Regions from separate parts of the Mus musculus genome. Here all the other regions are linked to region 5. A link is a contact called in public ChIA-PET, HiChIP or PLAC-seq and promoter capture Hi-C data. All regions are on one chromosome and are shown on one strand. The core of a region is the stretch at or near the end of the contact, and the rest is flanking DNA. Distances in the headings are between cores, read along the strand shown.

Region 1 (4,568 bases), core at 11-2,510, 790 kb before region 5:
AGTGTGCAACAATAAAAAGAAGTTATCGATTTTTTGAGAAGCCAGGCTTCACACAAAGGGGAGATTTCCGTGTATTAAATTCGGTCCTTAAGAATTTTGGGTTATAGCCGGGCGTGGTGACACGCCTTTAATCCCAGCCCTCGGGCGGCAGAAGCAGGTGGATTTCTGAGTTCAAGGCCAGGCTGGTCTACAGAGTGAGTTCCAGGACAGCCAGGGCTATACAGAGAAACCCTGCCTCGAAAAAAAAAAAAGTTCCCGGAACTTAATCACAGGTTGGTGAGTCGAAGTCAACTAGAGTTTAAAGATAACATAGGTTATGTTATCACGGACTAATTTGCAAGATGATCCTTTCAAGGAGCTGAAACCTGCCACTAACACCAACAGAGGTGGTTTGCTTTTCTGGTTGAAACCACCTTAGGCAGGCCTGAAATTCTGTGTCCAAAGCTGGCCTCAAACTCAATGCTCCTCCCTCGGCCTCCCAAGTGCTGGAATTACAGGCATGAGCCACCAGGCCTAGCAAAGTTGGCTGTTTACAACTGCAAACTCAACATTAGGGGTGGATTCCCTTACAGATAAAGTAAACTGCCTGAAGGTCAGGAGAGTGTCTTAGTTTGTAACTTTTATTCCTGCATACACATTGTGTATGGCAAATTAAGTGTCTAATAAATATTTGAGGTGGAAACACAATCAACTCTGTAACTGGCACCCATCACAGCCATGAACACACAAAAAAAAGGTTAAGAAATGCTTTTTTAGGATGTTCATCTCCGTTATCATTACTACATAGTGAACACAGATAAAGTTCTCTCGCTGTAATTTGGGTGGTGGTCGATAGAAATCCTCCCCATGGAGAGAAGCTGCACTAAACTAAGTTTCTAGGAGATAAGAAAACTAAGCCTTCCCTGTCCGTAGGCATGCCTATCAACATTGGTCTTCCAAAATAACCCCTTTCACCGCAAAGGAAATCCACTTCCGGCCTGGTCAGAAAGTAAGAAAAATTTGTTTGGAAGTGGCTTCCTCTGAGAAATAGCTGTAGAGTCTCCGTTCTAGAATATCTTCCAGTAGTAGTAACCTTGATCTCCTTTCCCCTACCTCTTTAGGATTCATCTTTAGTTCTTCCTAGGAACTGAGTGGGGCATTTGGTGACGTATAACAGTCCGTTACACGATCCTCTGGCTAAGACTACAAGCCCCATATACATTTCGCCGCCGCTCCGCTAACGCCCCTTAGACATCCCAGCATGCAATGCGCCTAACGGGCCGTAAGGATTTTTCTGTGCCTTCTAAATCGAGCAGAGCATCTTGGGACATGTAGTCTTTACAGCTAATTTCCCTAGGTCCTTCGCGTTGCAGTTTTGAGTCCCGCCTATTCTCTGCTCCCCTAAACCTTTACACATGTCTTGGTTTATTTGAAGACCAGGAAGTTCTCTCTCGAGGTCGGCTGCGGAAAGACGGTGGCTCGGTTGGGACAGTCGCCAGGGATGGCGGAACGTGAGGATGGAGCGAGTGTCTGGGCTGCTTTCCTGGACGCTGAGCAGGGTCCTATGGCTCTCAGGCTTTTCTGAGCACGGAGCTGCCTGGCAGCCCCGGATCATGGAAGAGAAAGCGCTAGAAGTTTATGGTAATTTACCCAGGGCACTATTTGACGGTGTTTGAGAGGCGGCATTGGAGAGGGGGTGGAGGAGGGCCTCACCCTTGGGCTGGAGTGGACCCTTGGGGTTTTTACCAGACTTAGAGGGAAGCATGTTCTTCCGGGTCCTAAGTCACACAGCAATGTCGGGCTATTTCTAAACCTGGAGCGAAATTGAGCCAGGAACTCATAAACGCTTTGTTACCCTGGACTGCCTACAGCTCTAGGGACAGTGTCAAGGGATGTGGGCAGAATGAGCCTACAGTGATCAAGAAGCAAAGCATGCCGAAGATTTCACTACTCAAGAGTCTTTCCTTCTTTAGTTCCTGGACTTGCGTTCCTCCCGCCATAACTGAGGTCACTGTTTGGTAATGGCCGAGTTGGGGACTGGCCCAAGGTCATAGCAACTCTCTTGTGTGACAGAATCAATAGGAAGTGAAGAGGTAGGGATAGATATCTCAGCGAGAGGCTTTAAATTTACAATTTTCTTACACAGTTAAGTGTGTTCGTGTATTCACTCAGAGACTCTCCACTTTGAGGGACTGTCTTCATTGTACAGATGGGGAGTGGGTTGTTTAACAAGTACCCAGAGGGTCATATTGTCAGTAAGAAACAGAAAAAACCAAACTTGTGATTGAAAATGTAATGCTTGTTCGTGTTTCTCTCTCTCTCTCTCTCTCTCTCTCTCCTCCCCCACCTCCCTCCCTCCCTCTTTCCTTCTCCACTCTTGACCCTACCTCCCCAGCCCCTCTCTTCCCTCCGTTGACCATTTGTAGTATTATTTATCAGGATTGGGGAGAAAATCCAGAGTCTCATACAAATTAGGTGTGTTCCACCACTAGCCCTATTTTTTTGAAAACAAAAAGGCCAAGATGTAGCACTAAGAGAGATGCTCCTACAGATACAGTTTAGGTGGAATTATAGGCCAGGAAGAAGGATTCCAAAGATGGAATGGCCCGGGAGCTAATCAGGTTCCCTTATCTCTTGGTAGAGAGGCAAGGCTGACTTAACCCCAGGCAGAAGATAATTGCTACTGTACTATCTCCACAAAACATTCCCATCCTACCATACCTCTGCATATAGCGTCTGGAAACTTCCGGGGACCAGAAATACAACTCTTCAAGAGAGATGATTCTAGTCCTCAAGTTTGCATTGAATGACACCCACTTATGCAAAAATACAAAATGCAGTCAGAGGTCATGAGCTTAAGTAGGAGGTATGGAGACGCAGAGGAAAGAGAAATTGACTAGAAACATCTGTGATGATGTTAGACAGTTACTTGGGTAGGTCTTGAAGAGTAGTTTGGATATGTCAGAGGTCGCATACGCTGAAGAAACTAGAGTAAAATATGGAGATGAGAAGACAGAATTGGCTATCCAGAAGGAGGCACCTGATGGTGACTGCAGGTGGAGGTGTGGTAGGCTGTTTCTTTAGACTGTAGACTGGAATTGAATACTGAAGTTTCAAATCACTTTTATTACATTTAGTTACTTTGTGCATGTTTGCACATACACATGCAAGTCATAGTGCAAATATGGAAGTCAGAGGACAACTTGCTGGCGTTAGATTTCTCCTTCCAGCAAGTGGCTCCTGGGGATGGAAACCCAGGAGGTTAGGCTTATTTGGTGGCAGGCCCCTTTTCCCACTGAATCATCTCGCAACCACCACCACCACCCATTGAAACTTTTAAATATAAATGAATCATCTTTTTAAGTATTAAAAAAGAGGTTTGTTTGTTTGTTTGTTTTTAATTTTAAGTCTGTGTGTGTCCATGGAGGCCAGAAGTGTTGGGTCTCCCTGAAGCTGGAGTTACAGGAGGTTGTGTATTGCCAGTTGTGGGTGCTGAGAACTGATTTTAAGTCCTCTGGAAGAGCAGACCTTCATGTCAATACAGAGCAACAAAAACTTAGTTGTGGGTGAGAGGAAATTAGGAGAGTAATGTGAGAACAAGCTTGATATCTTTTTAAAAAAATCAAACTTCTCAAATCACTAGAAAGCTAGAGGTGTTCAGTAAGGGGTAAGAGGTGAGGTTTAATTTCAGGATTTAGTAGTGTTCAAAGACTATAATACAGCTTTTACAAATGAAGCTTAGAAGGAGAAGCCGAGGAGAGGAGGGGGGAAACCCTGCTTTTCCAATCCGGTAATAACCTGCTACATGAAGGGGAAGTTTATCCTCTTTCCTATCTGCATTTTCTTTTTCTTTTCTTTTTTTTTAGTTTTTTGAGACAGAGTTTTTTGGTTTTTCGAGACAGTGTTTCTCTTTGTAGCCCTGGCTGTCCTGGAACTCACTCTGTAGACCAGGCTGGCCTTGAACTCAGAAATCTGCCTGCCTCTGCCTCTCGAGTGCTAGGATTAAAGGCGTGCGCCACCATGCCCAGCTCCTATCTGCATTTTCAAATGTCCTATTTTATTGGTAAGGCCAGAAGACAGTCTAGGGAAGGAAAGTTTGATGGATTTATTTTCCTGGCTGCTTTTTAGGTCTCTGGGTAAGGTATGAGTAGTAGAACAGACCCCAGGCTCCTGAGAACACCAGACCCACTCACCTGAAATCCTGCTTCTCTCCCCTGCCCTCCCTTTATCACTCTCCTTTTTATTCTATTTTATTTTCCTCTGTGAGCTTGAGGCAGGACAACCTCGTGTCCTTGCCACCGACCTCCTTGAGGTCCAGCCTTCTTAATCCCCTTGTCTTCTGCTTCCTTTCACCCAGCTCCATTCACAGTGTGATTTCCCTTCTGTCAACCTTCCATTTGAACTAAAAACCGTACTCAAATGTCCCTAAGCTTTGTCAAGATTCTAAAGCCTCTGCTCCACCCTCCTGCCAAGGCTTTTGGGGTGCATTCTCTGATCTGTTGGCTCCCCACTTTGCACCTCTCTACCGAACTGCTTTCTTATAAGTGACTTGTTGAATAACAAATCCAAGACCACTTTAGCCTGAGTTG
Region 2 (4,723 bases), core at 2,041-4,540, 860 kb before region 5:
CACATGGCACAAACTAGGCCAGTAAGGGCAACCTCCATATACAGCTGGCCACTCTTTGCAACAGCCTTCTATCTAGTCATAGAGGAAGCAGGCAAAAAGATCATTATAAGAAGAAAGAGGGGTAGGCATAGGGGTGATGGGAATTTAATCGGCTCCTGACAGCCTGCTATTGAATAATTTCTCAACCCTATTTGGAAGGACTGTTCGTCAGAGGTGAAGGTTTCTTGACCCTCAGATCCCCATATGTAAGAGTTGCCCTGGACAGAAGCAGACAGGAGGTAAAGAGGGGAAAGTCAGGCACAATCCAACGGACTTGAGTACTATGTCTTGGACAAAGCCAAATTCGACACATTTCCACTGTCTCAACAAGTGGCATATTCTCCCTGAGCTCATGTGCTACCCCCCTTTGTAAAGCCAGTGGCTTCACAGCCTGCTGTCTTTCTCCTCCAGCCTTGCTCAGAGACAGCCTCTGTATAGCACCCTCTCCAACAAACCTCTTCTGTGATACCTGTTCCATGGTGACTTTGTGGCATTCCTTGGCCCTGATCCACCAAGATACTCTTCCACTGCTAAAGCCTAACAAACAAACTAGGCCCATCACCCAAGGCTTTACCACCATAAGTGAGACTGAGGGATTAAGACGGCTTCTTCTCAGTGCTTTGGGACAAAGCATTGTCTGCAATTATAGACACAAACTACTCAGATCGATAGCTCTGCAGCATTACACTCACTGGAACCAATACAAAGAGAGCCCATAGAAAGAGAGATGAAAGTCCTGCCAATTATTTTTTTAAAAGGGAGAAAGAGGGATTTTTTTCTGCTGGACACATTTTAGCCAGTCTTGACCATGCTTGCTTCCCACTGCCAGGCCAGCCCCATTGTGGGATTCACCATTGAAACTCCTTTTCTAGGGGGCTGGAGAGATGACTCGGGACTTGAGAGCACTCACTGCACACCATACACAGACCAAGCTACATAGTTTCAAACTATAAAAATGTGTAGAGGGTGAGAAGTCTACCTACTTAATAAACAAGACCAGATAAACCAGAATTTTTTTTTAACACACAGGGTTTGTTTTTGTTTTGTTTTTTTCCCAGTGGAAGAAATAACCTAGCGACCTTTGCTATTCTGTGAAGACAGCCTTCACTCAGAATCCCCCAGACGCCTGGGCACTGTTTCTGAGTCAGTATAACCCCTATGAAAGAGGTCCTGTGCGTTTTGAAAAAGAGTTTGCTATTCTGCTTATTAGAAACCTTTGCTCCCTAGGCTCTTGTTCTGAGCACTGCCTGTCAGTCACTAGAGCCTGTTCTTGTGGAAGGAGGGACATAAGTGCTCTGCAAAGGACATGTGCTTTGCAAGGGAGTTCCACTGCAGGCACACCTTAAGCTTTGTTGTGATAGCTGTCACAAGGAAACTTTTCCCCCCAAGGTTTTACTCAAGTATGAAAAACCTACACTGGTTGGTGTCAGACCCCAGAAAGTCGAACTAGCCTGGCTAGGTCATGCCGAGCTGAGTTTTATTCTTGCCTCTTTGCCTGGCAACAGGAACAGCTGAGAGCTCATATCCAGAACCTGAAGCAGGAAGCAGAACACTAGCTAGGAATAGTGCAGGGCTTTGAAACCTCATATCCTACCAAGTGATGAGCTTCCTCCAACAAGGCCCCACCTTCTAAGCCTGCCCAAACAGCAGCACAACTGGAGATCAAGCATTCAAATGCCCGAGCCTATAGGGTAAATATCACTGGAATCAGCACAGTGTAAGACTCCAAACGCCAAAGTGTGTGCACTATAGAATGGAGCAACACCAAGTGTGTGTTACAACCGAAAACAGCCCATGGAAGCACCTGCAGCTATGAAAAAGAAAAGGCAGTCAGCCACAGACCTTTGTATATGTTATTTTCCACTTCTATGTTAATGTGAAGCCACCCCAACCAATACCTGCTGAGCACCGAGCCCTGGAGACAGGCTAGGGGAGCTATGTAAAGACTATGTGCAGCAAGGGCTCATTCTCCTAAAACAAAGTGCGAAGAAAAGAAATTTAACACCAGGAGCCGGTAGGATAACTCAGGTTCAGTAAAGTTGCCTGCTGCCTCTGAGCCAAAGGACATGGGTTCAACCCTCAGAGTCCCTGTGATGTAAGGAGAGAATAAACTCCCTCCACATGCAGGTAACTACGTGTCTACCCACTCACATGCAATGAGACATTGTAAAAAGGAAAAGATAAATACCAAAGTATCCAACAGAATGCATCCTTTCATAGGCGCACACAGCAGTTAAGCACAGGATTCCAAGACAAAGATGAGTAGTAAATTAGTAAAAACTAAAAATGGAAGCAGTGTGTGTGTGTGTGTGTGTGTGTGTGTGTAATGCATGCACATTATGTGTAGAGCTCTTATCATTCTGGGCCTTCATTTTGAGACAGGATCTCTACCTCAATCAAAGAACTAGTCTGGAAGCAAGCAAGGCTACCAGACCCGCCTATGTCCAGCACCACTACAGCACTAGGATTAGAGTCATAAAGTATGGCCATGATCTGCTTTTAGAGCTGGGTCCAAATTCAGGTCCTCATGATTGTGGAGCAAGAACCTTAACACTGAGCCATCTCTTCACCCCTCGACTCCACCCCTTTTTTGTTCTCGGGCATAGGTGTTACTATATTATGCTTAATAGCCAGAAACTAACTACATAGAAGCCGCCTTAAACTCACAGAAATCTTTCTGCTTCTTCCTCCAAGGTGCTGGGATTAAAGAGACGTGCAACCATGACTGGTCGTGTTCGTTTTAAGACAAGGTCTCACTCTAGTCCAAAAAGAACTAGTAGTCACTCTGTAGCCCAGGCTGGCCTTGAACTTTTTACCATCCTACTTCACCCTGCCCAGTGCTGGGATGACGGGTGTGAGCCACTACGCCCGGTCCCCAAGCAAGGCATTATAGAAGATATAGAAGGCTATGCTGTAACGCTCAACCGCTAAATTCAACCCCTAGTACTAAGGTTAAGTGTGTCCAGTCTTCTGAAGACCACCTCCAAATTTGGCAGCGACTGGTCTTTGCACGCCGTGACAAAAGTCTGAAAGTTGGATGGGCAGGTGGGGTCGCAAGGCACGCTGGGGTGCGTAGTCTCTCTTTCTGATACCAATCCCAACGCTGCCTTTGCGCACCGCCTTGACATACCCAATCAGAGGGCTGTAACGTGGCAGCCACCCGCAGCCCCGCCCCCGGCAGCGCCTACCACTCGGCGTCGCTGCGCAGGGAGAACGTGGCGCGCTCCTGGCGCTACGAGACCGCCCGCGGCCCCGGGTCCACCCCACGCCTGGGCGGCCACGCGCACGCTGCGCGTCCACACCCTTTTCCGGTCCGGGCTGCCCGACCGCTCTTGCTGCTGCCGGTGGATGCTGCGCCTCTCGGAGCGCAATATGAAGGTGCTCTTCGCCGCCGCCCTCATCGTGGGCTCCGTCGTCTTCCTTTTGCTGCCCGGACCCTCCGTGGCCAACGATAAGAAGAAGGGACCTAAAGTCACAGTCAAGGTCTGGGCTCCCCTCACCAGCGAGGCCTGCCTTCCGCCGCCTTAGGTCCGGCTCAAGCCGGAGCGGGTCTGGCCCAGTAGTTCCGACCTGAGCGTCCTTGTTCTTGTTCAGTTCTTCCTTGGGTCGACTTTGATCTCTTGAAGCCAGGCTCGCCCTATCTACTCAGACTAGAGAATAACCCAGACTCCCCCAGCCCCCCGCCCTGACCCAGGATGCCCAGCTTCGGCCAGCACGGACATCCTTAGGACGGTCCCTTTGCACATCCCCTGCATTGCTGGGAAATGGTGATGGATCAGAATTGCCGAATCTTTTACTATGGTCTCTCCAGTTTAGTGTGTTTTGTAGCACACACAGTAAATATAGTTAAACTTGCAAGCACAGTGTATCTCCCTGTGTATGTCCCCCTTTTAATGTATGTTTCTATAATCTGGAATCATTTAAAGAGCACAGATTGCTATTCTATAGTCTTGAGAACGAAAACTTTTAAAAAATGTTACATTATTTACTTAGTAGGGAGAGGGACTCGGGTACCACAGTGCAACCGTAGAGGTCAGAGGACAGTTTGCAGGAGTCCATTCACGTTGGTCTCTGGTCTTCAGGCTTGGCCGCAACCGAATTTTCCTCTAAGCCATAAGGCAGTCTGTAATCCTTTCTTGGGGTGGACCCAAGTGCTGTGGCATATATTACTCCCAGCTACTTGAGGGAGACTACAATTTAGCAAGATTAATTACTGGGGTTATTAGCTCAGTGGTGGACGGCTTATCTGCAGTGGCCCACCATTTCGTACTCCCTAGTACTGGGGTTGGAGACTACTAGAGCTTTCATAAGTGTACAGATGGTTGTAGCCACCATCTAGGTGCTGAGAACAGAAGCTCTAGGGTCTGGGAAAGCAGCAGATGCTCTTAACAGCTGCTGTTTCTCCAGCCTGTTTGTTGGATTTGTACAAAGGTTTTGCCCTACTCAGCCACAGCTTTAGGCTTTGTTCTCACTCATGGGGTAACTCCTCAGGCCCTCCTCTACCAAGGCCCCTGTGAAGGCTAAGCTTGGACTTGTTCACTTTCCTTAGGTATACTTTGATTTACAAATTGGAGATGAATCTGTAGGACGAGTCGTCTTTGGACTCTTTGGAAAGACTGTTCCAAAAACAGTGGATAATTTTGTAGCCTTAGCTACAGGAGAGGTAAGTGGCTAACCCCACACA
Region 3 (4,184 bases), core at 239-2,738, 640 kb before region 5:
AGCATCAGGCAGAAAGATACTTCGAGAGTTGAAGTTGCCAAGTTGACAGGATCCAGAATCCCCTCCAGACAAATATCTGGGCGTGTCAGTGAGGGAGATTCTAGTTTAGGTTAACTAAGCTGGAGAATCCCACTGCAGCTGTGGATGCTATTCATGGGGCTAGGGTTCTGGACTACATAACAAACAGAGATCTAGTTGAACCCCAGCATCTGTCTGCCTCTGCTTCCACACAGCAGACACAGTGTGGCCAGCCACTTCACACTCCTGCTTGTATGCCTTTGCCACGATGCACTGTATCCCAACTGTAAGTCAAAATAGACCTTCTTCTATTTCTTCTCCTTCCTTTTTCTTTTTTTTCTTTTGAGACAGGGTCTCACTAGGTAGCCCTGGCAGGCAGGTCTGGAATTAATTCACAATATAGACCAAGCTGCTCCCAGACTCACAGAGGTGTGAGCCACCATGCCTCCTAGCTTTAAGTTGCTTCTGACCAGGTGTTAGGTCTCAGCAATGAGAAAAGTAATTTGCATATGTCTTTACAGGAAGTGAGCACAGACATTCTGAAACCACAGCAAAGCCTTTCTTGGTCTGCATGCACATCCCTAGATCGAGGGGGGTGGGGGGACCAGGATAAATTGTGATTGTCTATACCTAAGGCTTAGTGCCTTAGAGCCTAGGGCACAATTGGTTTTCCCCCAAACTGCTAGGAGGCAGCTGAGGTCTCTACTGAGAGAAGGGCACTGATGGAGGGGTGTAGTGCCTCTCTCCATGCCCACTGCTGGGTGATGGTAGGCAATGTCTCTTACCCCCTCCTCACTGGACACTGGCCCAGGAGGTGGGCTTTCCTGCTCCTCCAAAGCCTGTAGGTACTTACCTCTTTTCCCTAGAAAGTGTCTCCCAGCAGGATGTGCTGGCATGTGTCTTTAATGTCAGTACTTAGGAGGCAGAGGCAGGTGGATCTCTGTGAGTTCAAGATCAGCCTGGTCTAGATAGTATGTTCTGGCAAGGGCTACATAGACCGGTTTCAAGGGGGAAAAAAAAAAGAAAAAAGAAAATATGAAAATGTCTTCTAGCCTAGGTCCACGGTACTGATCTGAAAACCCTGGCCTGAGAGTCAGGTTAGGTCTCAGAGTTTGAATGACATTTCTGACATCTTCTTAGCTGGGTGATTATTTATTTATTTATTTACCAAGGTATTGGGCCTCAGCTTTCCCATTTGTAAAACGGGGGCATGCCAATATCTTCCCCGCAGGGCTCCTATGACTATTCGGTTGGATTAGCTAAAGCATGGCGGCACTTAGTGTACTGCACTCAGAAAGTGGCTTCTGTCCTAACAACTGTGCTTTATGGACTAGCGTAAAACATAAATTCATCAGTGAGTAGGCTGGATGGAGCAAATGGAAGAAGGAGATGGAGTTCCCATGGTGTTGTTTGCTGCCTCTGCCAACCACTCTGGTGACATGTGATATGTGATGAGCAAGGCCCTTGACGTGACATGCCTCTTGTTTCTCGTCCTTTGGTTTTCCCCAGTGCATGCTGGGGGCCGGCCCACATCCTGAACATTCTGTGAAGCTCGGTTGGTTAAGAAACCTCACTGCCCAGCTGCAAAGCACCTTCGCTTTCCGCCTGTCTGGCCCCTTCAGCTGCCTACGGCCAAATGCAAAGGAGCCTTGCTAGAGAGCAGCAGCAGCTGCTGCCTTCTTGCCGGTCTGCCTGTGCCTCTCCACTCCCCCCGCCCCCACCCTGTGGTTTGCATTCTAGAAGCATCTGCCTCACACCAGGTCTTTATTGCCTTCTGTTCTCACAGCCATCTTGAGAAAGCTTAGGAAACTAAGGCTTCCAGGGGGGTTGGCATTTGTTTTGTTTGCATTCAGAGACAAGGGCTCACTATGTAGCCCAGGCTGGCCTTGAACTTGCAACCCTCCTGCCTCAGCCTCCCCTGAGCTGGGAACCCAGGTGTATACCATGCCCAAATATTTCTGTCTTTTTGCTTTCTAGATGTCATATATGAGCAGCTTCTGTCATGATGTCTCACCACAGACCCCCAAGGCAGCAGAGGCAAGCAGCCATGGACCTAAACCTCCCAGACTGTGAGCCCAAATAATCCTTTCTTCTTTTTCTGTTGATTATCATAGGCCTTCTGTCACAGCAGTGGAAAGTTGGTAGTCTGAGGTCTTTCGTAGGCCCCAGCACTGCATAAACCATACACGCTGGTGCATGCCTGCAATCCTAGCACTCTGGAGCCAGAAACAAGAGGACCAGGAATTCAAGGTTATCTTTTGCTGCATAGTGAGTTGTGAATTTAGGCTAGCCTGAGCTATATTACTGTTTTAAAACAAAAGCAAACAGGTGACTGGAGAGATGGCTCAGCAGTTAAGAGCACTGACTACTCTTCCAAAGGTCCTGAGTTCAATTTCCAGCAACCACATGGTGGCTTATAGCCATCTGTAATGGGATTTGGTGCCTTCTTTTGGTGTCTGAAGACAGCCACAGTGTACCCATAGAAATAAAATAAATACACCTTAAAAAAAAAAACCCACTGTTCTCATTTTTAAAAAGTGAAAAAAAAAAAACAACAGAAATCAAACTAACACATCTGCATCTCCCCCCACCTCAACCCCCCAATGTGTATTGCTGTTTTGTCTGCACATAAGTGTGCACCATGTGCATGCAGTTTCCACAGAAGCCAGAAGAGGGCATCAGACCACCTGGACTTACAGACAGTAGTGAGAGCTACAAGGATTGAACCCTTGTCCTCTGGAAAAACAGTCAGCTCTGTTAACCACTGAGCCATCTTTCTAACCCAGGTTCTGCATCCTTGAAAAGATTTACAATGGAAGATGCTACTCTGATGGTAGGGATGAGGGACTAGTAGGCGCATAGTCATCCCTTTTTAAGGGCAGATGGCCAACTTCATCATTTGTTTTTCTGAGTGCCCCCAACTTCTGGGCTATTCCTTGTAATTTCTTATCTATTTGGCTCTCACTCATTCAGGGAGTGGGGGATGGGGACAGGGACTGAGCTTTGCTTTCCAGGAGCAGACTCGCTTGACGGAGCACCCCTGGGTAGCACTAGGGATGCCCTGACGCTCCTTGTGAGGCTGCAGCAGCTTTTGAACTCCTTCTCCCCTATAGCCAAGCTTTTAATTTCTTCCTTAGCAGCTGGGAAAAACAAGGGGAGAGGGCAGTGAGGTGATTAGTGGGCAAAGGTGCCTGCTGCCAAGCTTTAGTCTCATGCCCAGGATCCAAATGGTGGAAGGAGAGAAATGACTTTCGAAAGTTGCCCTTGAACCTCCACACACCTGCTATAATGTGCACATGTGCATGGGTATGTGTGCATGCATGCATACACATTCATGCTCACCCACATGAATACACACATACAGGCACTAAATAAATTTCTTCTCCCTCAACATTTCCAAGGCTTGAGCCTGCATAGCAACCATGCTGCCTTCTCTAGTGCCAGGGGAGAGCTAAGTTATCAGTAGGCAATCCTAGGAAGAGAACTCATGTTTATCAAGACATGAGTTTATCATGTTATACAAAGGCATTGTTCTAATCTCTTGTGTGTACTTTCCCTGACTTACCTACCACCTTTGCAGATGAGGAAGTGGAGGACCTTGGAAGCTATGCTGAATAAGACAAGGCTGGTAGATAGTGGAGCCAGGGTTTGGTTCTGGACTTTGAAGTCCATGTGCTGTTACTGTAGGCTGCCTTTGAGGGGCCCCTTGGAGGCAGAGGTCATGAAACTTCAGGAGTTGTATGGAATTCTACCCACACAAGGCAGTCCTGGACATTCAATGTGTGTCAACTGAGACTAACCTCAGCCAGTTTACACGGTGCTGTGTTGCCCACTGTCAAGGTCATAGGCACTCCCAAAGATTATTGAAGAGAAAAGCTTGAACCTTACGAGGTCATGGCCACCAGGTGGCACTGCAAGGACTGATTGAGATCTTTGTTCCTAGATCTGAAAGCCAGTAAGATATACCTGGTTCCTAAAACAGAGGTTCCAGGGAAACAAGCAAACCAATCAACCACAGGCCAAACCCTTGAGAGTCTGGCTTAATGTTTTGCATAGGCTTTGTGGAAATCTGCCAAGATTTTTTTAAAGTTTTAATTTTCAGAGTCAGTCAAATGCCATCTATATAGTTCAAGAATTTTCAAGTATAAAACAGGAGCTGGGGTTGC
Region 4 (4,230 bases), core at 1,542-4,041, 760 kb before region 5:
GAAGAGGACACTAGTCCTCCAGAGCTGAAATGACAGGGCTTGTGAGCTGAGCTGCCCAACATGGGTGCTAGGGACCAAATGCTAACCCTTTGAAAGAACATTACAGCCTTAATTACTGAGCCAGCTTTCTAGCCCCTCTGGATTTTTTTTTTTTTTTTTTTTTTTTTTTTTTTTTTAAGATGGGCTCTGGGCTGGAGAGATGGCTTAGAGGTCAAGAGCACTGGCTGCTCTTCCAGAGGTCTTAAGTTCCATTCCCAGCAACCACATGGTGGCTCACAACTATCTGTAATGAACTCTAGTGCCCTCTTCTGGTATGCAGGCATATGCAGGAGACTGCTGTATACATAATGAATAAATAAATCTTTTTTTTTTTTTAAAGGATGGGTTCTTGCTCTGTTGCCTGGAGTCTCCTGGGTGTCGTGATTGGTGCATGCCACCCTGCCAGGTTATCAGCATATCTAGTATCTTCTCTTGGGGGTGTGATAACTGATGTCCATTGTCATTTTGGCAGGACAGAATCATCTAGGACACACACTGAAAGAAGAGTTTCTAGACTGGGTTAATTGAGGGGGAAGACCCACTCTACATGTGAGTGGTACCATTCCATGGGCGTGGGGTTCCCGACTGAGTAAAAAGGCAAAAGAGAGTGGAGGAAGCTCTTTGTGTGTGTGTGTGTGTGTGTGTGTGTGTGTGTGTGATCAGCTGCTTCGTGCCCCTGCTGCCTGCTGCCCTGCTGCTTTGATGGACCATGCCCTTGAACTGTGAACCAAACGAACTTCCTTCCTTATGTGGCTTTTGTCATATGTTCTGTTGCAGAAAGTCCTACAGGATAGAGGACAGCTGTGGTTTCTTCCCGTGCCATTACCTACATGCTCAACCTAACATGCTTTTACGTGCTCAACCTAGCATGCCTTTAGTAATTAGGTTTGGGATAGCATGCAATCTATGGAGATCAAAATGGACAAGATGTTGTTTTGCTCTTGTTGAAAGTGAACCTTAATCATAGTTACGACATGGTCAGGGAAAATGACAAGAAAGAATTGAACTGAGGTGGCAGGGTTCAGAGTAGAGTGGCTTTAAGAGAGTGGACTCCAGGAATGCAGGAGCATAATGAAATTTGTGTTTTGTATCAGCAAGGCTAGGATGGTTTGTCACACAGCAACAGACTTAAAAATGGGGGAGGAGGTATCTGGGGCTGGTTGGAGGATGAGGGACCTCGCTACTGTGGTGGCCACTGTGTGTGTGTGTGTCCTTCCCTCTGTCCACTGACTTCAGAAGCCATCAGATGGTAGCTACTTCTCTCTAGCATGCTATTCTGAGGAGAACCCCAGAACCTGCACAAACCTGAAAGTCACACGCAAGTGAAGGTCTGGGATCTTCCCTGAGACTGTTCAAGACACAATGAGAGAGTTGGGCGGTACTCAGTGGCATTTTCAGGGTTCCTGGTGTTGAAAAGGCTGAGGGGTAGTGTGCTCCTTGGGCACATTTCACATGTCACCCTCCGCCAGTGCTACTCAGGACTTCACTGGAAGCTACCAGAAGGGTTGTTGTTCCCACTTTCTGGTGGCTGACCACACATGGATGATAGGGCAGGACTTTGGACTACACCCATGACTCAGAATCTTACATCCTTAGCTCTAGGGAGGATCCCTAAGGGGGGATCTGTGCTACTTTTCTTGTTGCTGTGAGAAAGTACTCAAGGGGTGGGGGAGGCAACTCAAGAACGGGCTCACAGTTAGAAGGTATAGGGTATAGTCCATCATGGCAGCAGGAGCGTGGCGCAGCTGGGTACATTGTGCCCAGCCTCAGGAAGGGGGGGGAGGGGAAGGGGAGGGGGAGGGAGAGAGAAATATGAGGTGAATCCTGGTTCTCTGTTCACAGAGAGCCCTCTAAACTGCACAGATCTGAAAGGTCACACGCAAAGGTCTGGGATCTTCCCGGAGGCTGTCCCAGATATTGCAGCAATGGTCAGAGAAGAGCAGCCCTCACTAGCCAGTTTCTCCTCACCGATTTTTTTTTTTTAATTCCTGGACCCCAGCCCGTGGACCATTGCTGTGCACATCTAGGGCTGGTCTCACTAAAGCTCTGGAAACACAATCTAGAAATTCCTATAGGCATACCCAGAGGTTTATCTCCTGATTGTAAATCCAGTCACATTGACAGTGTTAGCTGTCACAGTGACTTAGGGCTGGAGGCTCTAGGTGGCCATCCTTAAAATGTCTCTGGTCTTGAATGGAGACCATTGAACTTCAGTTTTGTTTCCAGCCACCAACGCTACCACTGATATTTTCTCCTTCTGATAATTTGCAAAAGGAAGGGAGAATCAACTCCCAAGTCCTTCATTAAGACAGGCTTAATGGTGATACACGGACTACACTCAAGAATGGTGCCAGGGTTGGCGTGGTAATAGGCAAATATGGGCAGTCTTCAAGCTGGGCCGGGAATGAGTGGGGCACATGAGAGCTTCCTACCCTTGTGTGGAGCGAGGTCCCCAGAGAATCTGATCAGTCAGGGTGTGCGTGGGTGGGGACGAAGGGCAGAGAAATTCTGTTTTCTGGCAATTGTGCTGGGTTGTGAAGTGCGTTGATCATTAGCTTACTCAAGTTGATTCGTTCCAGGTGGCACAGCATGTGAGAGACAGGGCGGGAAGGGACGAGCATCCAAGTCCTCACCTCGGGGCGGTCCCGCGGGGGTTCCAGCAGGGGGCGCCCCGAGCTCCGGGCCGAGTGTCCGGGCGCGCCTCCAGCCGGCGCCTGGGACCGGGCTGGCCGCTCCGCCCCCTCTGCTCCTCGGCGGCTCTGCGGGCGGACGCCGGGCGCAGGGAGCAGAGCAGAGCGGAGCGCCGCGCACCCCGCCGCGCCCCGGTGCACGTCCAGCTCTCCGCACATGCAGCGCAGCCTTTCGCCGTGAGTAGCGCCCGGGCCGCGGGATTCGACGGCAGCAGTGGCTGGGGTGGTCGGGCATTGCCTGTCTAGGATATAGCCGTTCTGTGGTTTGTGCGCTGGGACGGCACCCGGAGGCCAGTCTGCAGGCTACTACTACCTCGGGGTGCCTCCTAAGCTTGACACTCTGGTCCCAGAGACGGGATGGGGATTGACGGACAGAGGCCTGACATCTGGGCAGGAGAATGGAAACAACCATGCATCAAGTTTGGCCCCCTCAAAAGTCCCCAATAGGAGAGAAACAAGCCCAGCCTCTGTGGGCTCACACCTCCTCCTCCCCGCCTCAGCCCGGGAGGTTGCTTCCTGTGAAATGAACCTCCAGTGTGGCCTAACAGCTGCGGGCAGGTGGAGGGACACTCCCTGGTTCCCTGTCATCTAAAGGTAGCTGGGGGCAGCTCTTTTGGTTTCTGACACTAGTTCCCAACTAACTGGCTTGGCATCCTAGGGGAATTTTGTTGACTAAAAGTGGCTGGTACCTTGACTGCTTCAGAGTTGGGTTCAAAGCCCTCCCTGTCTCCACCTGCCCGCCGGTTAAGTTTTTGGCATCTAAAGTCATGGTATTGATAGACCAGTAGCTGTCTTTGGAGGCTTGACTGAAGTGTCAGGAATGGGTGGGTATCTGTTGCCCCGGGACAACAAACTACCTGCTGGAGGGAATAAACCAGCCAACCCTGACAGCTTCTCTAGAGCCTTCTATTCTGTTAGATGTGGGGGGCAAACAGTCCGGCTGCCCAAAGAAGCTGAACCTTTTATTAAAAGACTGAGTTTTTCTCATGTCAACTCAGGGAGGTGGCTGACCTTCTGAGCCCCAACATCCTTATCAGGGATCATCCAAAGGGGTTCTGTGATGCTAGAGTCTCCTCCCTTCTGCTGGCACTGCTGGCAGTTTCCCCAGACCTGAGTCTGAGGATTCTTCATGTGTGTGTGTATGTGCGCACGTGTTCCAAACCACTGCCTGTCCCTGCCAAACTTGGGCACCTTCTCCTTGGAACTGTTCTCCCAGAAGCCACTGGCTTTCCAGTCCTGAGCCATCCATGGAGGAGTTGTGTGGGTATCAAGAGAAGCCCTGGGAAGTTTGATGGCCTAGCTGTGCCATGGTGGAAAGGTCCCTTTCCCTCTCTGGACCTCAGATTTCTCCTTTTGTCTAACAAGTGACTTAGACCCGATCCCAGTGGGTTCAGACTTTTGTTTCAATGTTAAGTTTTTACCCCAAACCCCAGTCCACAGCAAGGATACCGTGGGATGGGAGTGCTCTGTATCACTTCCTCAGCCTGCTGACTTCTGAGGA
Region 5 (4,532 bases), core at 1,592-4,091:
TAAAGTGTGAAATGTAATACACTACACACACACACACACACACACACACACACACACACACACACAGAGATCTGTTGGGGTGGGGTGGCTAGGGATTAAGTCCAAGGCCTCGTCCATGTTAAGCATATACTATATAATTCAGTTAAACCCTTAGCCAAGAAAAGTGATTTTTAAAAGATAGTGTTAAAAGGTCCTTACAAGAAATGTGGGGGGAGTAGGGCGCTGGTAAATCTACTGCCGAGGAATCCAAGGAATTTAACATGCTGTATTAGTGAGATTTAGTCACTTTCTTTTCATTTTTTTTCCTTTTAAAAAAGTTTATGTGCCCATGTGTGCGCCTGGGTGGGAGATGTCTACGTGTGAGCGCAGCTGCCCAGAGAGGCCAGAAGAGGAGTCAGGAGCCCTAGAGTTGGAGTTGCTGGCTGACAGGTATTTGTGAGCCACCTGCTATGGGTGCTGGGATCTAACCTTGGGTCCCCAAGAAGAACAGCAGGTACTTTTAGCTGCTGAGCCGTCTCTCTTGCCCCAGACTTACTCAGTTGTGAAAGTTGAAGCAGGAGGAAAGTTCTGAGAAGTTTGCACGTGGAACAGACACTGTCCCCCACCCTTAACTTCTTAGGAACTGTCCTTTCCAAGCTGAGCTGCAGCATGCAGTCAACACTGAAGAAGAGTCCTTTGGGGCTTGGAAACTGATACCAGAAATGAATGTCCTTTAGCAGCTGTACCAGCTTGCACCAAGTCTCTTACAAATACACTTTCGAGAAGGGAGATGACATTTAAAATCTGCTTCCTCAGAAAAGTCCCACTCAAGACTAACTGCCAAGAACTCGCAACTCAAACTTCCTTCAGCCCAGATATCACAACACCCAAATTTCCATTCAGTCTGTAGGAAAAAAAAAAATCAGAATAAACCATGGAGACTCTTTACCAATACTTACACTGGAAAGTGCTCGATACCTACTTTTAAAATGTCACCTATTTTCAAATGCCACAAATATTTAAACACGGATTTTGTTTTGTTTTTAATTCAAGGTTTTTTTCCTGCATAAATGTATGTACACCATGTAAATGTCTAGTCCCCACGGAGGCCAGAAGAGGGTGTTGTATTCCATTAGAATTACAGGCAGTATGAGGTGCCAAGTGAGTGCTATGAACCAAACCTGGGTCCTCTGTAAGAGCAGCAAATCCTCCTAACCACCATAGCAACTTTCCAGCCCCTTTGACATACTTATTGTCAACACACTAGTTCCCCATTACTTGTGGATCACCTGGAAAGCCATTTGAAAAATGCTTTAAATAAGCTAGTATTAGAGGCCAGACAACCAAAAAGCTGATGAGTGAGTGGGCCACTGGACTGCAGCTATTTAACAAAGGAAATAATGTTAAGGTCATCCTACTGAAGGTTTAAAAGCAGTTTTGATGTGTTCTTCAGTTTACAACTTAAAGATCCTGTTTACCTGCACACAATGTCTTTTACTGAAGATACAAGAGCAGCTCCCAGTGAAGAGTGAGAAATTTTTTTCTTGAGTCAATTAGAAGTAATTGGGAAATATACAGTATGTTATGATTCACCTACAAAGTAATTAGAATCAAAGGAAACTACACAGGGAGGCAGGCGGAATGTACAGTCAATCACTTGGCTTGGATGTTACCAACTACACGAGCTCAAGAATTTACAAAGTTGAGAAACTTACTGCTGCTTCCCAAGACACGGAATAAGGCGGTGAACAATAAATTTCTTCTAACCACATCATCTCCCAAAGTCCCCAGCCCCTTTAATTCCTATAAACACTCAAAAGATTTTTAACACCCCGTAGACATTACTCCATCATTAGTCACTTTTTAAATCTCGATTCAAAGATGTCAAGAGAAAATGGAAACCAGCGTTCCCAGTTACTAGGGAAAGTCCTGAGCCCCGCGTTTTCCATTTCCTCTCTGATCTCTCAACCCCTGCACTGCATCCCCTGCTTCCCCTTCTCCTTTCTAGTTAACACTCAGCTCGCCTTCACTTTCTCCACCAAGTAGCCTCAAGTCGCCCTCGGGTCCTCCTGAGTCCTTCTCCCACCTACAATCTTCTGCATTTTCTCTTGGCATCTCTGTTCACACCTTTAGAGTCAATGTCGTTTTATCGCTTGCCTCCTGATCATTCAGTCAGTCATTCCCCTCAATTCCCTGTTGACCGCCTCCTAGTCTCACTTCTCTTGTCCCTGGTGTCCTCTGCCCCTTTACTTCATTTGAAGCCCCTCTTTGAGTCCTCAAACCTTCATTTCCCTCTTCACATTTCCTTCCTCTTTCCTGTCTTTCTAACCCACGTTCGTATTCACTCTCCCTCCCCTCCTTCTCTTTCCGTACGATTTCCTGTGTTCCCCCGACTCCGTCCCTCTGGGACGCCGCTGCCGCCGCCGCCCCGGAGCCCCCTCGTGTCCCCAACACCCCTGGTTTCCGATTGCTCCGGTTCCCTTTCGTCCGTCCGCAGTTCCGCATCCCCATCCGTCCCTTTCAGCCTCTCCGGCTCTCACTGCCCTCTCCGCGGCCCTTCGGGGTCCCCTTCTCCGGTCGCCAAGCCCTCGCGTGCCCTCTCCCAGGCCCCCAGGCACCCGCCCCCCTCGTCTCAGCTCCCGTCCCGGGCCGCGGCCGCTCCCTCACCGATGGTGGAGATAAAGGTGGTGTTGAAGGCGTCCTCTGAGAAGCGGAACAGGAGGCAGGTCTTGCCAACGCCGGAGTCGCCGATGAGCAGCAGCTTGAACAGATAATCGTACGTCTTCGCCATCTTCTCACTCCGGCCCTCTCTGACCGCCAAGAGCAAGGAGGCGGTGGAAAGCAGCGCGGAGGGGGGGCCTCTGGCGAGGGGGCGTGTCTGCCAAGCCACCCGCGCCCCGCCCCGCCTCTCGCCCCACCCTCTTGAGGCGACAGGCTCGCTCCTCCCCGTCCCAGCCAATCTGCCCGCGCCTTGTCATCACCCTCCGCCCCGCGAGGCTTTATGGGATTTGTAGTACTCTGGGAGAGCCGCGGGCGTGCCTCGCCCAAACTGTCCGAACAACCTCCCTGGATAACAAATCTGAGTGATGTAGGGTGGTGTGTTAAGACTTTCCATCCTTACAGGGAAAAGACGCTTCGTTTCAAACTCCTCTTCTTTTGCCAAGGGAACTTGACTTTGTTGTTTCTTTGTTTATGGGCATCTTTCAAATCCAAGACCTCGGAATCTAAGTCCTGCAGTTCGCTCATCTACTTGCCTGAACCCGGAGCTCGGCAAGCTTTCTTTGGAGATGCAAAGGTTCACGAAGTCTGTGAATTAGCTGCAGAGTATTACCCAGCCTCTCCCGTTCCCGCCCATTTCCTAGGCCCCCTTCCACAGCCCTTCAATTATAGAGCTCAAGGAGTGATGTTAGCGGGCTAATTTCATTCCCACTTGTGCCTTCTGAACTACAGGCCACAGCCAAATGCGATGATCATTTTAGAGGCTCTGCTTCATAGATACCGCCTCGCGCACCGCGGGAGGATGAATTCTTGAGAAAGAAAGAAAGAAAGAGAGAGAGAGAGAGAGAGAGAGGGAGGGAGGGAGGGAGGGAGGGAGGGAGGGAGGGAGGGAGAGAGAGAGAGAGAGAGAGAGAGAGAGAGAGAGAGAGAGAGAGAAAGAAAGAAAGAAAGAGAGGAGAGGGGAGAGAGGGGAGAGAGGGAGAAGAGAAGAGAAGAGAAGAGAAGATAAGATAAGAGAAGAGAAGAGAAGAGAAGAGAAGAGAAGAGAAGAGAAGAGAAGAAAGATGTGGGAAGGCTTGTGCTACGAACAGCTTATAAAATAGCGCCACCTGAGACAGGTGACGGGAACTTTGGCCATAGAAGATGTAGAGATTTAGATTTGGATTTAGTCTTTGCTAAGCCACTTCACAGCTGTGTGAAGTCTCACAGGCTTGACACGTCTCAGTTTTCTCATCTGTAAAGACGAATGAAAAACAAACTACTTCATAGGTTGTAGTGAAAATTAAATACTGAGTGTGAAAGCACTTTGAAACTTGGTAAGGTGCTGTGAAGTGTAGGTGTTAGTTGCGTTTAAATTTATCACTCCTCAGGAGGCTTTCAATTAATGGGTGGCAAAAGGAAGGGAGGAAATAGCACTTTGATGTATTCAATTCAAGCCTTCATTATTTATTACCCTAGACTAATTCTTTATTGTTCAGTGCTCTTTTATCTGCAAGTGGCAGAAACCCAGCCAGATCAAGCCCCTGTGAGACAAGGGTTTACTATCCAGATCATGAGGAAGGAGTGGCTAAGGGGGACCAGGAGCTTTATCTTGTCAGAAGTCTCTGTCTCATCTCTGCTTCTTTTTCAGTTTTAATTTAAAATATGTTAAATACCAACTGTCCTAACATACACACACACCAACAAAAATTCTTTTGGATGCCTCCATTTTTAAGAGTATTAAAGGGGCCCTGCCTGACAACAAACTATCTAAAACCCTCTAGGACAAAACTTACCTTAGAGACAAGGAAATACCTTCTAGCAGAGGTTGTTACAGGAAGCAGTGGAGTTAATCA

What was found. Promoter capture Hi-C pulls out the DNA fragments that hold promoters and counts their contacts. ChIA-PET counts read pairs in DNA pulled down with a chosen protein or histone mark. HiChIP or PLAC-seq counts read pairs in DNA pulled down with a chosen protein or histone mark.
Region 1: a promoter capture Hi-C map of pre-B cells shows a contact between it and region 5, with 12 times the contacts expected there. The contact joins the promoter of Ciao2a here to the promoter of Rab8b in region 5. A contact is called at or near these places in 16 of 39 promoter capture datasets (the 3T3-L1 cell line, 3T3-L1-derived adipocytes, the C10 cell line and 9 more), 7 of 484 Hi-C or Micro-C datasets (CD4 T cells, LSK cells, double positive thymocytes and 4 more), 11 of 115 datasets of contacts at active chromatin or transcription factors (the SCID.adh cell line, acute myeloid leukemia, astrocytes and 8 more) and 3 of 9 other capture datasets (adipose tissue, liver and macrophages).
Region 2: a contact with region 5 is called in a promoter capture Hi-C map of pre-B cells, with 6 times the contacts expected there. The contact joins the promoter of Ppib here to the promoter of Rab8b in region 5. A contact is called at or near these places in 10 of 39 promoter capture datasets (the C10 cell line, embryonic stem cells, erythroid cells and 5 more), 1 of 484 Hi-C or Micro-C datasets (pre-B cells), 3 of 115 datasets of contacts at active chromatin or transcription factors (bone marrow-derived macrophages, memory CD8 T cells and pancreatic cancer cells) and 1 of 9 other capture datasets (embryonic stem cells).
Region 3: an RNA polymerase II ChIA-PET map of memory CD8 T cells shows a contact between it and region 5, with 105 read pairs. The contact joins the enhancer-like site here to the promoter of Rab8b in region 5. A contact is called at or near these places in 2 of 39 promoter capture datasets (embryonic stem cells and pre-B cells), 5 of 115 datasets of contacts at active chromatin or transcription factors (effector CD8 T cells, embryonic stem cells, extraembryonic endoderm stem cells and 2 more) and 2 of 9 other capture datasets (embryonic stem cells and liver).
Region 4: a contact with region 5 is called in an H3K27ac HiChIP or PLAC-seq map of acute myeloid leukemia, with 4 times the contacts expected there. The contact joins the promoter of Dapk2 here to the promoter of Rab8b in region 5. A contact is called at or near these places in 3 of 39 promoter capture datasets (the C10 cell line, liver and stem cell-derived epiblast-like cells) and 2 of 115 datasets of contacts at active chromatin or transcription factors (acute myeloid leukemia and large pre-B cells).

The regions. Positions count from the first base shown.
Region 1 is chr9:66,125,351-66,129,918 of GRCm38.p6, forward strand. Ciao2a (cytosolic iron-sulfur assembly component 2A) reads left to right here and starts at 1,261. Exons shown (of 5, transcript NM_026635.3): 1 at 1,261-1,620. The coding sequence starts at 1,497.
Region 2 is chr9:66,056,879-66,061,601 of GRCm38.p6, forward strand. Ppib (peptidylprolyl isomerase B) reads left to right here and starts at 3,291. Exons shown (of 5, transcript NM_011149.2): 1 at 3,291-3,522; 2 at 4,589-4,702. The coding sequence starts at 3,388.
Region 3 is chr9:66,280,098-66,284,281 of GRCm38.p6, forward strand. No RefSeq gene overlaps it. Among named protein-coding and RNA genes, the nearest start is that of Gm39364, 19 kb to the right of the region's middle. Within about 2 kb of position 1,489, at least 72 of the 459 cell types and tissues checked have an H3K27ac peak or open chromatin away from gene starts, as enhancers often do. A contact at or near this core is called in effector CD8 T cells, memory CD8 T cells and pro-B cells, where this site is marked.
Region 4 is chr9:66,155,435-66,159,664 of GRCm38.p6, forward strand. It overlaps Dapk2 (death-associated protein kinase 2), which reads left to right and starts at 2,792. Exons shown (of 12, transcript NM_010019.3): 1 at 2,792-2,906.
Region 5 is chr9:66,916,864-66,921,395 of GRCm38.p6, forward strand. Rab8b (RAB8B, member RAS oncogene family) reads right to left here and starts at 2,842. Exons shown (of 8, transcript NM_173413.3): 1 at 2,647-2,842. The coding sequence starts at 2,770.